Regions from separate parts of the Anser cygnoides genome. Here region 2 is linked to region 1. A link is a contact called in public Hi-C data. All regions are on one chromosome and are shown on one strand. The core of a region is the stretch at or near the end of the contact, and the rest is flanking DNA. Distances in the headings are between cores, read along the strand shown.

Region 1 (6,653 bases), core at 537-3,036:
AAAAACGTTAGTTGACAGATCTGCCAGCCTTTCTCATTCCTTCTCAAACACGGCAAACATACCTGGAAGCATCTAGGAATGGCTTGTAGGCAATGGTCACCCACTCTTCTTTGTTCAAGGAATACCTCGGCTCCCTCGGGGTTTCAGCTGCTGTGTCCAAGTCCACCAGGTAGTGGCATTTGGAAATGTCAATCTGCAGAAAGAAAAAGATGCTTGTTTATTTCCTGTAGGCTTCTGGTTGCCTGTGCCTATTTACACAAGCTGTCACTTATCTATGACAAGGGGTTTGTATTCCTAGCAACAGGGAAAAGGCTTTTTGCAGGATACATAGTAAAATATTTGTAATGTTTTCAAGTGAAACCCTTATGCAGGAGTAAAAGCTATCACTGCTGCCCTGGTCACAGGAGGGAAGTCCTGGGCTGCCTGCGTGAGGAAGTACCACTGCCAGCTCTCTTACTGAACAACTGTCAACTCACAGGGGGGGAATTTGAGGCAGTAGAACCAATTCTGCCGGTATTTTGCCTTGTGGTTCTCTAAAAAGCTCTTAAAAACTTCTTACAATGCTGACTCCACAAGGTCCCCAGGCAGAAGACTTCACTATCTTTACTGTTAGAAAGCTTTCCTGATGCCTGAACTGAATTTTCTCTTTTCTTAGTTTTTGCCTGTCCCTGCTTGTTTTACACCATGAACAAGGGAATGTTTTTTTGCAGTTCTTTTTACATACTTGAGCTCTGTTATCTGAAAACGGCTCGTCTGCTCTGCAGCCCTCTTTTACTCACTCTTCCTTCTATAGGCATGTTTCCTACCCACAGGGTCATTCTTGTGGGCCTGCTCTGAAATGTCTTCCGCTAGTCACATCTACCCTGACTGCGAACTGGGAGGCAGCACGCTAACGACGTTCTATAGCGAGCAGCAAAACACGAGTCACACAACACGCTCCTCTGCAAACGCCCTAACCCATGGCTTTCCTGGGTCGTACGCAGCCAGTGTTTTTACGATCAGATGCACACGTTTCCAGAGCATTTAGCTCAGAGCATGTATAAACCAGTAGGGGTTACCCAAAAACTGATCACGCGAGCTCCACAGCCAGTTAACTCCACAACCCTCACTGTCCTCGTCTTGTCGTCTCCTGGCAGGGCTTGAGCAGAATCGTGGAAAGCCAGCAGCTCTGGCAGAGCAAGCCTGTTGCCTGGCACAAGTCCTGCTGGGCTTGGTGCACGAATAACCTGGGCTGTAGCAGCAGTGACCCTCGGCGCCTCCCGCAGCAGATGAACGTCACACTGCACCTCTTGGACCTCGCCGGTCGGTATCAGTGCAGTCATGCCTTTATCAGCTGCCCGTGACGCAAGGAACTGCTTTGCCCTGACCGAAGTGTTTGGTAACGCTCGGTCAAGTTATGAAAACGTAGTCGAGGAAGCAACAACACAGCAACGAGCTGTGTGTGACCTTGCAGTTAAACGGGCTGTGGGCATTGTCCTCAGGAGACTCGCATTGTGCAATCTGCTCCTTCCTGCAGGGGAAGAGCGCTCTTGGATACGAGCGGGCTGCCCTGCTCGTTTATTTGGGGCTATGGCCCTCCTAGCTCACAGCCCACTCTTCCTGCCCTGTTCCCCCCACCCCTTACATCTTCCCCTACAGACATACACGCGAGCTGCTGAGAGGAACACCAACTCTCAGCTACAGAGCAGAGCTGAGCTCCTATCAGGACAAATTTCCCTTTAACAACCACCAGATGTGAGAGAAGCTTCACAAAAGGCAGCTCAACAAGAAGCTCTGTCGTCTAGAAACCCCTGCATTAAGCATGAAAGATCCAGAGGGCAGGACAGGTGTGTGAACAAGGCCTGATATCCTCCCTCTTGAAGACCTAGCCATCTTCAAGTGACACCCCAAGTCATTTTCGAGAGCAAGCAAGCACTCCAGAGACTCAGGTACAGCAGCAAGGCTGAGCTTTCCCTGGCATAGGGACTTTTGGCCACTAAAAGCATGTTCCACCAGCTCCTGCCCCTGCACTCGGCTGTTTTGCTGGCAGGAGGTTTTGTCAGCCAAGGGTCGCACATTCTCACATCTGGCACTGGCTGAGTTTTCTGGCAAAAGCTTGCAGCGCCGACCTCAGGGGCACTAGAAATCAACAGGACCGATGCTTGCAACTTATGCCCTCGTTCCACTTCCAATCGGATTCATCTGGACGTCCTCTCTCAAACGTTTCTTTCTGCGAACTGAGAACACCGAGAACCCTTGGATGCTTTTTTTGGTCTGCGATCCCTCCTCGCAGCACGCCAGTACTCCCAACTGCCAAAGGGGACTGACAGCTCCCACTTCTGCCACTGGTACGTTATTAAGCGTCAAACATTAAAATGTAGTGGTGTTTTGAAATTTCTGGGAAAAGGCACCAGTGAAGTACAGTACATCCTAGTAATTACTGGTTGTGCCCTTCAGTAAACTGGATATTTCCATTTGGCAGACATAAAGGAACTCGAACACGTATGTTTAGATATTGAAAAAGACATAACCAAAGCCTTTCCTCAGGTTACATGCAACAGAAGACAGAGCTCAATTTTTGATTAATAAATAATTGCAACCTAACAATAGTCTCATTAGCTGCGCTGGTGTTTCATCCCCGTGGAATGCAAAGGAGAGATGAAAGACTTAACGTGGGCATTTCGGAAAAATACCGAGTTCTCAACCGCAGTACCTCAGTTTCCAGCTGCCCCCAATCCCTGCAGCCAGGGGGACAGAGATAGCGGAGTGCCAGGCAGCTCTGTGCCACCTCATCCCGGTCCCATCAGATCAGCAAACAACAAGGACATTGGCAAGCAACTGAAAGGTACGGCCAGCCTCCTCCCGAACACCCTGCTGCTGCCAAGCCTGTGTTTGAACTCCCAACTGCACCAACAAGAAGACGGCTGCACACTTGTAACGTGCCTCCTCTCCCATAAATCCTCTCCTCTCCTCCACCCCCAGGCATAAACGAGGAGACCTTTCACTGAGCAATCCATTGATTTTCTGGAGAATTCAGGAGACTGAGCAACCTGTAAATATATTTTTTTGCTAGGCTACGAATTTTCATCATGCATCTTAGCGTAAACTGGTTCTAAGGCTGTTTGTGTTTTGTTTTTCCCTGAAGACAGCAACAGAAATACAGTTGTGCTCAATTATTGCCTAACAACGGGCTCCATGGTCCCAGCATCACACGGCATCACCATCGGATCCTGCCAGCAGTGCACAGAGAATTGCTCAGCGGGTTACACAAACTCTTGGGCCTTGGTTCCTTCCGCAGGGGCTCTGCACAGCCTGTAGATTGCAACCTCACCTTTTCCCAGGCACAGGATCATCAATGCTCAGGCTATGGGGAAGTTCTGGCAAGACCACATCACTGGCGTTTGTAAAAGGACAGCCTGCTCCAGATTTACTTCTTCTGCGAACAGTCTGAGCAACGGGCTGGTGGAAGGGGAAGACTAAGGACTCCGATAAGGTCCCTTAAGACGCACATCAAAGGCCGCCGCTACCCACGTTACGTTAAACGCAGGCAGCTGAAACGAACCAAACATTCTCCAGGATGACCACGTCTTATTTTGTCTTATTCCCTCAAACTCTTCCTTTCAGGATCCCACATTTCAGTTCACTCTGCAAACTTCCTTAGACGTGCTTGCATTCACTCTTCTGAAGCAACTTTGGGGTTTATTATTACAATTTAAAGGCTGAAAACAATTTAATTAAGTGGATACCAGATGGCTCCGTGGCATCACAACTGAGCAGCAGATGAAGTTACACCATGGGAAACTTACACCAAGGAAAATATTGAATCCACTTCTTGCACTGTATCAGAACATTCCAGGCCCTGAGAGAGGTTCTGGCTCATTAGCAAAGGCTCCCAAACCACTAACCAAGTTCTTCCTGTAAGTTATGTAGAATCTCTTGGAGAAAAAAGTAGCTGCCTCCAGCACTAAGATTAATCTCACTTCTTCCGTTCTACATTCTCCCCTTAAAAGGGCTGGCACCTCCGATGCTTAGGAATTATCTGACAGGTGAAAGATTTCCTTTCTACCACTGCAAGAGGAATACAGTACAGGAGGGGACGACATAATGCAGAGATGGAGCTGAGGGCACAGCCTGTTGCTGTACGTCTGTCACTGGTGTCTGGGTAGGAGTTAGCTGGCCACAATGAGCAAAGACAGGAGCTTGTCTGGTTTAGTTAAACTGTTTTGTTTTTTTAGTTAAACTGCCTGGAAAGTTAAACTGTTTTGAGCAGAAAGATGTTCTACTGAAAATGCTCTAATAAAAAAATAGGCAGCCAAGCTTCAGGTGGTTCCTGCAGCTCAAAACAGAGGCAAAAGGAATTAGAAAAGAAGCAAAATCAAAGTGGTTTAAAAAAAAAAAAACACCTTCCTCAAGTGAGGAAGTTTTAACCATTTCAGCTGTTAAACCTAAATCTACTGTCCCTGCTTGGATGCCTTTGTAAGAAATAAAACTCCTCCTTAGCAGTTTGAGAGACAGATCCATCTCCCCAGCAGCACAGGTACAAGCTTAGTGCTGTTCAATGTGATTCAGGAAGGAAGGATTGCAAAAACAAGAAGGCCAGATGACTTTTGCCCCCCAGTGTCCCACCGCAACAGAAACACTCCGATTTACTCCAGTTTTCGAGCAGGGCAGTAATAGATGCTTACAGCTGAAACACCGAGACCAGCCTCATTTCTGCAAACACTCATTGGTTTTAAGGTGTCCATGGCTCTGACGATTCTTTTGAACCATTTTCTCCCCTTTAAGGGGCCAGCAGACTCACGCTGTTTGTATTTGTTTGCTATGACGGTCCTTTCCAGTGCCTACTCACTTTTTTTTCTTAATGTGGGTATGCTTGCAGTCCTTAAAAGCTCCTTTAAACTTGAGGAAAGATCTTGTTTTCTTGGTATTAACACCTCAGAAGCAAAAGTTTTAAAACTCTGTTTAAAATTCACATGAAGTAGCCAATTTCTAAACATGTCCGGGGCCTTTCACTTGCATGAGAAGTAACAAAATTGTCGGGTGACATTAAGGAGCAGCCATGAAACAAAAGTGTGTTTTGTTCTATTAGTCACAGGCTCTGCGCCAGCCAGCTGTCTGTGCTAAAAATACGCCACAGTTGAAGATTTCGTAAATGAAATGCACTGCGGCAGACAGCGGCTCTCAGGTGGGAACACGCCTCCTTCCCACTTCCAATAACTACACAACGGCGCTCCAAGGAAGAGAGCTTTCACTCAGCACGTTGATCTCGGCTTTTACCCACACAGTTGGCTCCCGTCTTGGAGTGCTGCCTTCCAGCCACATCTCTGAGGAGATCACAAGCGCTCATAAAATGCTTAACAGGCCAAAAATATGAAAAACTTAATAAAAAAAAGTGCTCGTCCATCGTCTTCAGCCAGGATCCACCCTCTCAGGTAAAGCAGAGACCTGATGCACTGCACACGAGCGCTTCCTGGACTCTGGTGGACAAAGCACAGCTCTCTGCCAGGTGGAGAAAGGACCACGCATACACTGGCAGTTCCCCTCATTCACCCTCGAGGCAAAAAAGGGAAGGATAACTAAACACCTAATATTTCCTGTACCGCAAAGAACATTTAGCACGCCACTAAGATTTAAGCTGCTAAATAATTTCAGAGAAATGAGCTAACAATAATTTGATAAATACTCATATGCATGTGCCATTTTTGTTTAGATAATGCAAGAAAAAGTTGTAACAAGTCGGTAACACCAGTATCCATCAATGGCTTCCCATTGAAATCACCAATGCAGTTGTTTCCGTGATTTCCAAATTAAGTTCCTCCTCCTCTGTTGTAAATGATGAATATATTTTAAAAGAAAAGTACTAAGGAAGAGTCAATCCCTGCTCAGTGACAAACATCTTCTGTTGGGGATTTCAAGCTACTCATTCATTTCACTTTCCTGTAATCGCAGTAACGTTATAACAAGCCCCAGACTGCAGTAACCAGAACATATTACTTCTCTTTTTTTTTTTCACCTCTTCAGATGAAAAATAGAGAGATGAAGTACAAACAGAAAGCAGACTCACACAACCGGGGAACTTTCCAAGTGCTGCAGAGAGCCCATTTTTGTTCTGTAACGGTACTGACATGGGACACAAAATGGGGAGATCCAACCACAGTTCTAGGCACTGTATTAATATAAATGGTACAGTAAGGTAATGGAAACGAAACAGGAATGTCGTCCTTACGTATCGAGATGGCTCTTCCTTGTTCTGGTCGTTCATGTCAGTGGGAATGATCCGTGTGGCCATTGGTCCCTTGGCAAAGGGTTTTGGTAACTGGCCCCTGAACTCCGACAGGATAAACTGGAGCTGCCAACTGCAGAGAACAGCGTCAGAAAGCGCGGCAGGGAACTGCAGGAGCTAGTAACAGTTTGCATGGAGAAAACCAAAAGCATAACCCAGGACATTTCATTCCTGAGGGCAGACAGCACTGCTAGGACAGTCACCCTGCAGATTTACACTACTTTGTGACCAACAATCTGTTGACACCAAACTTGTACATTGTTTGTTTTGGATATGCTGGTGACAAACATACGAGGTCTTGAAGGTTACTCCCATAAATCCTTCTCATGTGAAGTGCCCCTCCTTACGGAGCTCAGCAAATCGTATCTTTTACGTTAAACGACTTACTTTT
Region 2 (7,343 bases), core at 4,804-7,303, 85 kb before region 1:
CAACAATCTCCATAGGAACTTGCAGCTAACTCCTGTGGCAAAGTCATTTGTCAGTGCAGCAAAGTAGGAGCTTGGATAAAAACATAGATTCAACTCAGTGCACTGAGCTGAATATATTCAAGGCAAAATCCCATGTGCTACTGGGTATGGGCTTGCTCTAGCTGAATGCCACTGTAAAAGTTAGCCCGTGGAAAGCTGGAAGTACGTGCAATTTTCAAGGCTTTTGGAAAGAATGGGAAGGGAATTCAGATGTATCAAACAAGCACAGTAGTTGCATAAAGGACTATTTTCTGTAAGATGTTTGATGTCAGTATGAGGCTTGCAAAACTGAAAATACAAATACAAGACTCCGGCACTGAAACAAAAAGGCACAGTCCATTCCTGTGCTCCCCAGTTGCTTCAGGCTGTAGACAGGCAACACAGTGTTGTTTTGCTCTTCTGCTTTTTAAAGAGGTTTGTCCTTACCTGAACACACTGGGGCTAAATGAATGCGTGGGGTTTGGAGCACAAGTTCTGCAGACTTTGAGGCCAAGTCAGCGGCCATGATATACTGATAGCAGTATGGTCTCTGGATAATTATTTTTTTGTAAGTGCAAACCTAGTCTGAGTTTCTAATGTGAATTGAGTCCAGCTGTTAATACCGAAGTCAGGAATATGCTTGGAGGCTTGCATTCAGAGCTGCACAGATTCTTGCTGGAAATCTTTGCATGCTCATAGCTGTGTGTGTAGAAAGCTTTGTGAGGTTACGCCATTAACATTTCTGTTCTGTCTGTTCTGATGTCTCAGCTGTTTCATACATCTTTAATGTATTCTGAAGGCAAATATGTTCAGCTTTGAGTAAAGCAGCTCATTTTGCTTTGTCTGCACTTATTCTATTTTCAATTACTCCAGCAATGGAGCTGTTTCTTAACTGGTGTTTTTATTTGAGTGTATCCCATTGGACTGAGAGAGAAGTGGGAGTGTCACGCAGAACCATGTCAAACACTGGGAAGCTGGACATCTGCATTGAAGAAAAAGCAGTTAGGATGCTCTGATGTATTTGGGGCCACTTGGATTCACTTCTATACTATGTCTGATCTTAGCCACCCAGTGTCTCGGTCCTATACGGAAAATGAAAATAACAGCATTTCACAGACTTCCAGGAATGCTTGGAATTGGAAAATGAGTGACTCCAAACTGATTTGGAGACTACAGTAATAGGGCCTTGTAATTGCCAGAATTTTAATTTTCTTGTCCAGCAGATCTGTGGAGCAATTTTGAAGCGTGTCTGGACTAAGTCATTATGTATTAAAAAACTTTGGATTAAAGACATGGTTTGGTTGAACAGTTCTTGTACCTGACCCTGTGTATAGCAAGTAATGTTTTTATTCTGTTGGATCATGTTCAACCTTTTCACAAGCCAAATAAAAATAGTAAATTCCCATTTACCTATCTAGATTTATTTTTTTAAATAAATCTGCTATTCAGTACTGGTTGCAATTACCAACTTTTCAACAAAACTTTTGTCTATAGATATCAAACACACAACTTCTGAACACAGTATTTACTGCAGTAAGAACTATTAGTCACTGAAGTTTATCCTTAGTGTTATGATTTAAACAGCCAAGGGAAATTTTCAAGCTTTATAGCCCTGTTCAAGCTTTATAGCCCTGTTAAATCTTTAGTTCAGATTTACTGACTAGGGTCTTAAGCAATCGTGAAGACTGTCATGTAACTCTTGGTCATTTCTCAACCGAACACACCTATTTAAGAGCCTGCAACAGTGGGGCAAGAACAGATTTCCATTAATCTTTTTTTTTTTTTTTCTGGTTGAATGTTTTAATTAAGACTATTTCCCTTGTCTGGGATACCTTGTGTACACAGTGATGGACAGTAAATATGATGTGGTGAGGTGCCAGGCTTCTACTGGGTGAGTTATGTCTGGGGGCATAAAGGATGCAATGCAGAGCTAAAAGAAAGGAGCAGGTTGAGGCAGTCTTGATGCTATGAAATGGCTACTGAGGCCAAAACTATTCAGAATACATAGCTCAGATCATAAAACTTTGTAGCTGCTTTGCCTTGCTTTACATCAGGAAATTCCAAGGACTTCCTAAACTCTAGGTTTTGGATCAGTCTCTTGTTTGTTTGTTTTCTTTCATTAGAGACCAGGTAATGGAGGGAGAATGACCAAGCAAATAAAGCATGCCAAGCAGGAACACAAATGCTATTCACCTATTGCTCTGCAGGTGAATATTCCCAACTTTGAGAGCGCGGTTTTGCGTACAAACAAGTCCATGAAGCATCTGAAATGATTTTAGCTCTTGACAGAGTTCATTCAAAGTTTGTTCTTCGTTGCATGGAAATAAATAAATAGGAAAATGAAGCAAAACCGATTTGCATAGGCCACCAGGAAGCGAAGATGTGCCAAAAGCTTTGGCAGAAAGTGTTTTGCGGGACTGAAACAACAGCAGAACTGAGTGCAGGACGTGGCTGTGAGCATGCTCTGCCAATATAAATACTCAGGAAGACATTTTTGGGGCTGTGTGCTATTGCTGTGTATTGCAAGCGTGGAAATATTTCGGTCATTTGCCACAACTGCTTCTCCCACTTCCTGAATGTTATAGGCAAGGGTTTTGTGCACAACACTTTTTCTGCGTACCTGCAGTGTAACGGGGTGTGTGCCAATCTGAAGCTGCTCCTTCAGCAGGCAGCAGTACAGCATCAAGCCTTGAAACAAAGAAGTAATTCTTCAAAAAGAAAGTCTTCTGAATGTTTTGAAAATGATACCCAGTTAACCATGCCTCCTGAGCACCAAAATCCTGGTGAAGGGAGTTGCCGGGTGCTACCAATCTTCAGGTTTTCTAAAGCAGTAACCAGTGTTTTTTATTAAGCAATTGAGTGTGTATCCACTTCTAGTCCAGCAGCCTTGGTGTTTTGTCTCTCCCCACCCCTCCCCCCTTTTGGCAGGCTCTAAGCATCTTTTAGGCATTGAAAAACAGGAAATGAGAGAAAAAAGCTCAAGCCAGATGTTGGAGCTTAGGTGTGTAAACATGTAAAGCCTTATTTTGGCAACTAAGTGTGTGCCCTAGTCTTTGAGCTGCTGACTTATCGAAGTCAGGCAAACTCAGCTGCATGTGCTCAGTGTCTCTGAAGTCAGGCCAGCTACTTCACTGCAGAGATAGATTAAGTAGGTATTAAGTCATGTACAAGTGACCCAAATTAGTGTTTTATTAGTAATGGGGCCGAGTAAGGCTATTTATGTCCTTTCCTTGCTTTGTGCATGCAGCTTGCATTTCAGAGGGTTTTTATTGTTTAAATTGTGTTGGGCTGCAAGTTCATGTCCATGGTGTCCAACCACAGTCACTACTCGTCTCCCCTCAAGGATCTTGTCTGATTTTGAGATTAGAAAGGTAAGCAGAAGTACAAGTGTTTTCCCTCCTATCTGAATTCATTGTAAAAAAAAAAAAAAAAAAAATCTGTCTCCTGTGCAGAACAGCCTATTGTGATAAGAAACAAAATTTAAATTATTTTTGAAATGAGGGTAATTGAAATTCTTTGAAATACCCATGTCCCGTTGCTGTTTCTCTGGGGATATTGTTTTCTACACAACTGTGGCCAGATTGTACCACAAAACAGATCTTGTGGAAAGAGATGGCTAGGGAGTGAAAGATATGCAAAACTTAACATTCCCAAAAAATCAGCTCTTGCCAGTGCCTCTAAAATTTGATGAATTGAGGTAACTGTAATATTTGCCTCTTTTTGAAATGCATTCATAGTAACTTCTTGAGAAATTGTGCTTTCGTACTTGGAAACTGCATAGCTTTTGAGTTATCGTAGGGAGAAATTTCCTCTCTGCTTTACATGGTGCCATAAACTTTTCTGGCCGGCTTTACTTTTCCCATCTGGAACAATTTTGCCCTAATCTGTTACGAAGCAGCTTGTAATAAACTGCAGTTCCTTGAATGCAACTCTTATTATTGTCAGTGGCTTAATCCCCTACACAACCCGGTATTGGTACCAAGGAAAATTGACACCAAAATTAAAATACAAAACAAGAAAGCTTTAAAGATCAGCTGCTGGGTACTCCAGCACTTGTAACTTACCCGAGAAGTCTGTCTCCCTGATTTCTCTTCTTTTAAAATCTTCAACATGCACATGACATTCTCGCAGCAGTTTGTTTGCCTGGAACATGTCTTACTGATGGTGAAGCATTCTTATGCTTATTTTAAGCACCAAGAAATGGCTTTTCCACTGAGTCACCGTGGAGGTTATTCAGCATTCTAACGCACTGGAGTTTTCATTGCTGATGAACAATGTCTTGTACCAGTTTGGCCCTAGAGAGAAAACGGAATACTTTAGCACCCCTCAGCATTGTGTCTTATCCCCATTCTGCAGATGGGAAAGGTGGCCCAAGGTTACAGACTCTGACAGAAGTGATGCCACCCAGTGACTGAACTGGAATTAGGTGAAAGTAAGAATGCACATATCTAATCCTCCACTTCAGGTATCGATGGCAGTGCTGGTTCTTAACCTGGCTTTGTTTCCGTATACCACAGGCCACTCTAACCTCTGTTAGGCACGTAACTTTGTGCACAAAGGAAAACAAGAAATTAAAAGCATCTAGGTGGCATCATTCCTGTGCCTGCCAGAGGTGGGTCTGAAAGAATGTGAATTGCGTTTACACGTTTAATCCTGATAAAAGGAAAATCTCCCATGAAACAGCCTTAGCAGGATATACAAGGAAACTGCTTCTCTGTTTAAACCTATTCTGTTAAACTCTCAGTCTCACTGCTGAAATCCACTCCTAAAATCACACTAAGGATAAACCAGCTAAGAAAATTTAAAGTTACCTTTAAAGGATAGTGTTGGGTTATGTGCCTAATCCCCACGGGAGATTTATCTCAAGCCTTTATCGTGTTTTTTTTCCCTTGTACTATAAAATCTTACTGGGCAGAGAAGTGTGCGTTCCTTCGCTTGGCTGTCTGCAGTGCTTTTGTTCTAATGAGCTACCTGGGTCAGGAAAAGGTAATTTTCTGATCTCTGACATCTGTTCAGTAGAGCACCATAGCTGCAGTGTTATGTGGCAGAAGCGGCGGCCACTAGAGGGCAAGTGTGCTCCGCAGTTGGTGTCATTGGGCTGTTGAAAATTGCCTGGACGTGCTCTTCTTATTTTGTCCAAGAAAAAAAAAAATATTTTGTTCTGATGAGCACTTGAATTACCTTCTTTGAAACACAGCAAAAGCCATCAGTGGCTCTGTACAAAGAGTGGTTTTGTGACTGCCGTTCCTCCAGCAGCGGCATGAAGAAATGCTTTTGCAACCTGAATTTTCGGGCCAGAAATGACATTATGCTGTGCGGCACGAGAAAGTTTCTGCAAAGAAAGTTTTCTATTGCAAATGAAAAATAATTTATAATTGATACTGGACCGATGTTGTGAAGTTTTACATGGATAAAAGCGGGCAGCAATAAAGTTAATTTTTGACTACTACAATTTTGTATAGATATGTATGTGACTGAGAACGAGTACCAGGCAACGTTTTGTTCTTCTGTCAGCCCCTTTTCGCCTGGTACAGAGCAGCACAACGTAGGGATTTAGAAGAAAAAGCTACTTTTAACATCGTGCGCTTGCCTCGTGCCGGAATGATTGATCGGTTGGTGTTTGGGATTTCTGGAACCGACACGAGGCGTTGCCAGGTAGGTGAGCAGGGGGGAAGTTTCACAAGCAGCAGCTCGGGATTGCATCATGCTCCGTGCACGCAGGATTACGGGGAGCTTGCTCACGTACCCATCCATCACCGAGAAGGGTGGATGGCTGACTAACCCCGCTTAGTCACCGCCAGGGCTTATTTGGGGGGGTGACAACACGGTGACTGCACACAGCAGCAGGGCTCTGGTGAAGCACACTGCAGGAGGGCCACCAAGCGACGCCAGATTCCCCCATTCCCCCTTTTCCCCCCCCAGTTCCCCACCCGCCGCCATTTTGACCGCGGTTGCCACGGCGACGCCGCGCCCGGGCTGACGCGGGCCGTGACGAGAGGGGCAGGGCCGGGCCGGGGGGGGGCAGGGCCAGGAGGGGCGGGGCGGGGCCGCGGGGCCGCAGCCGGAGCCGGGCCGGAGCCGCCGCCGCCGCCCCCAGCATGGTGATGGCCGAGCCCCGGCGGCCGCCCCCTGCGCTGCTGCCGCTGCCCCGCGGGGCCGGGGCCGGGGCCGGGGCCGTCCGAGTGGGCTTCTACGACATCGAGGGCACGCTGGGCAAGGGCAACTTCGCCGTGGTCAAGCTGGCGAGGCACCGCATCACGCGCAGCGAGGTGAGCGGAGACCCCCAGGTGTTCCCCGCTGTCCCCACGGTGTCTCCCTCGGTCCCTCCCCCCCCGGTGCTCACGGTCCCTCCCGGTCCCCTCACGGTGCCCCCTCCCGGGGACGGGTCCCCGCCGTATCCCCCGCGGCCTGCAGCCCCGCGGCCTGGGGAGGGGGCTCCGGGCGGTCCCCCCCCGCCTCCGGGGCTCGGTTCCCCCCCGGCTCGGTGCCCCCCGGGGGGCTCGGTCCCCCCGGTCCCGTTGTGCGACCCCCGGAGCTCGGGGGGGGACGCGGGGCAGCGGCTGGGGTCGCCCCCCGGCCCCGGTGCTTTGCGGGGAAGGGCTGCCCGCAGTGCCCTGCACCGGGGGGGAAGGGGTTGGTGAGCAAACAAAACCCCCAAATCCAATTTTTTGAGGTCAGTAATCTGAAAACACTCGAAACGATCCGGTTACCGGGCGCTTAGGTGGTAAGCTGGCTCCTTGCAGCAGTAAAAAACGCCCCTAGTTTGGACTTCTAACAAAAACAAACACATTGTTCTCGCCGTGCCGCGCCAGGCGAGCGTCGCATCCCAAATACTCAATTTCTTGTTTCTCCGCTCGCCCAACAAAGCAGCAATCTCCCTTAAATCCTTCCTCGCCATCGCCGGGGAGCTGAGCGAAGACCTCGCGGCGTTGGGGCGCTCCGCTCCGAGTTGGCTGCCACATGCCAAACTTCGAAGTGCTTCGCTTGCAGGCTGTAGGTGGTTGTTTACTCTGCAGCTCCCGTTTCCCTGGCAGACTGCGCAATGGGCATAAAAACTTTAATCTCGAGTCTTAATTGGCATTTTAGAACGTGTATTTGTTGGCCATTAACAGCTCCCCGGTCCAGCGTGACTTCCCCACCTGCACCTTAAGAAACCACTAGATTCCCGTGCATCCCAGTCAGTGCGAGCTTGACTTTTGTCATCCAGCTTTCCTTTATCTGGGGAGCCAAGGCTCTGCTCTGCAGCTTTTTCTGCACCATTTTCACAGCAGATTCCCCTGTGTTAGGGGTCTGCATCCAGGTCTTCCATTTCTCAGTACAGCTAC

The links. Hi-C and Micro-C count contacts between places; a contact is called where the count stands out from the background.
Region 2: a Hi-C map of liver shows a contact between it and region 1, with 13 times the contacts expected there. The contact joins the promoter of SIK2 here to the enhancer-like site in region 1. A contact is called at or near these places in 4 of 7 Hi-C or Micro-C datasets (granulosa cells and liver).

The regions. Positions count from the first base shown.
Region 1 is chr21:4,151,519-4,158,171 of Taihu_goose_T2T_genome, reverse strand. ALG9 (ALG9 alpha-1,2-mannosyltransferase) reads right to left here. Exons shown (of 16, transcript XM_048063246.2): 13 at 6,650-6,653; 14 at 6,206-6,335; 15 at 63-193. Among named protein-coding and RNA genes, the nearest start is that of ALG9, 18 kb to the right of the region's middle. Within about 2 kb of position 1,786, at least 2 of the 3 cell types and tissues checked have open chromatin away from gene starts, as enhancers often do. A contact at or near this core is called in liver, where this site is marked.
Region 2 is chr21:4,240,278-4,247,620 of Taihu_goose_T2T_genome, reverse strand. It overlaps SIK2 (salt inducible kinase 2), which reads left to right and starts at 6,053. Exons shown (of 14, transcript XM_066981083.1): 1 at 6,053-6,287. The coding sequence starts at 6,117. LOC136786719 (a long non-coding RNA gene) reads right to left here and starts at 5,913. Exons shown (of 3, transcript XR_010826143.1): 1 at 5,200-5,913; 2 at 4,083-4,313. LAYN (layilin) reads left to right here. Exons shown (of 8, transcript XM_066981088.1): 8 at 1-1,427.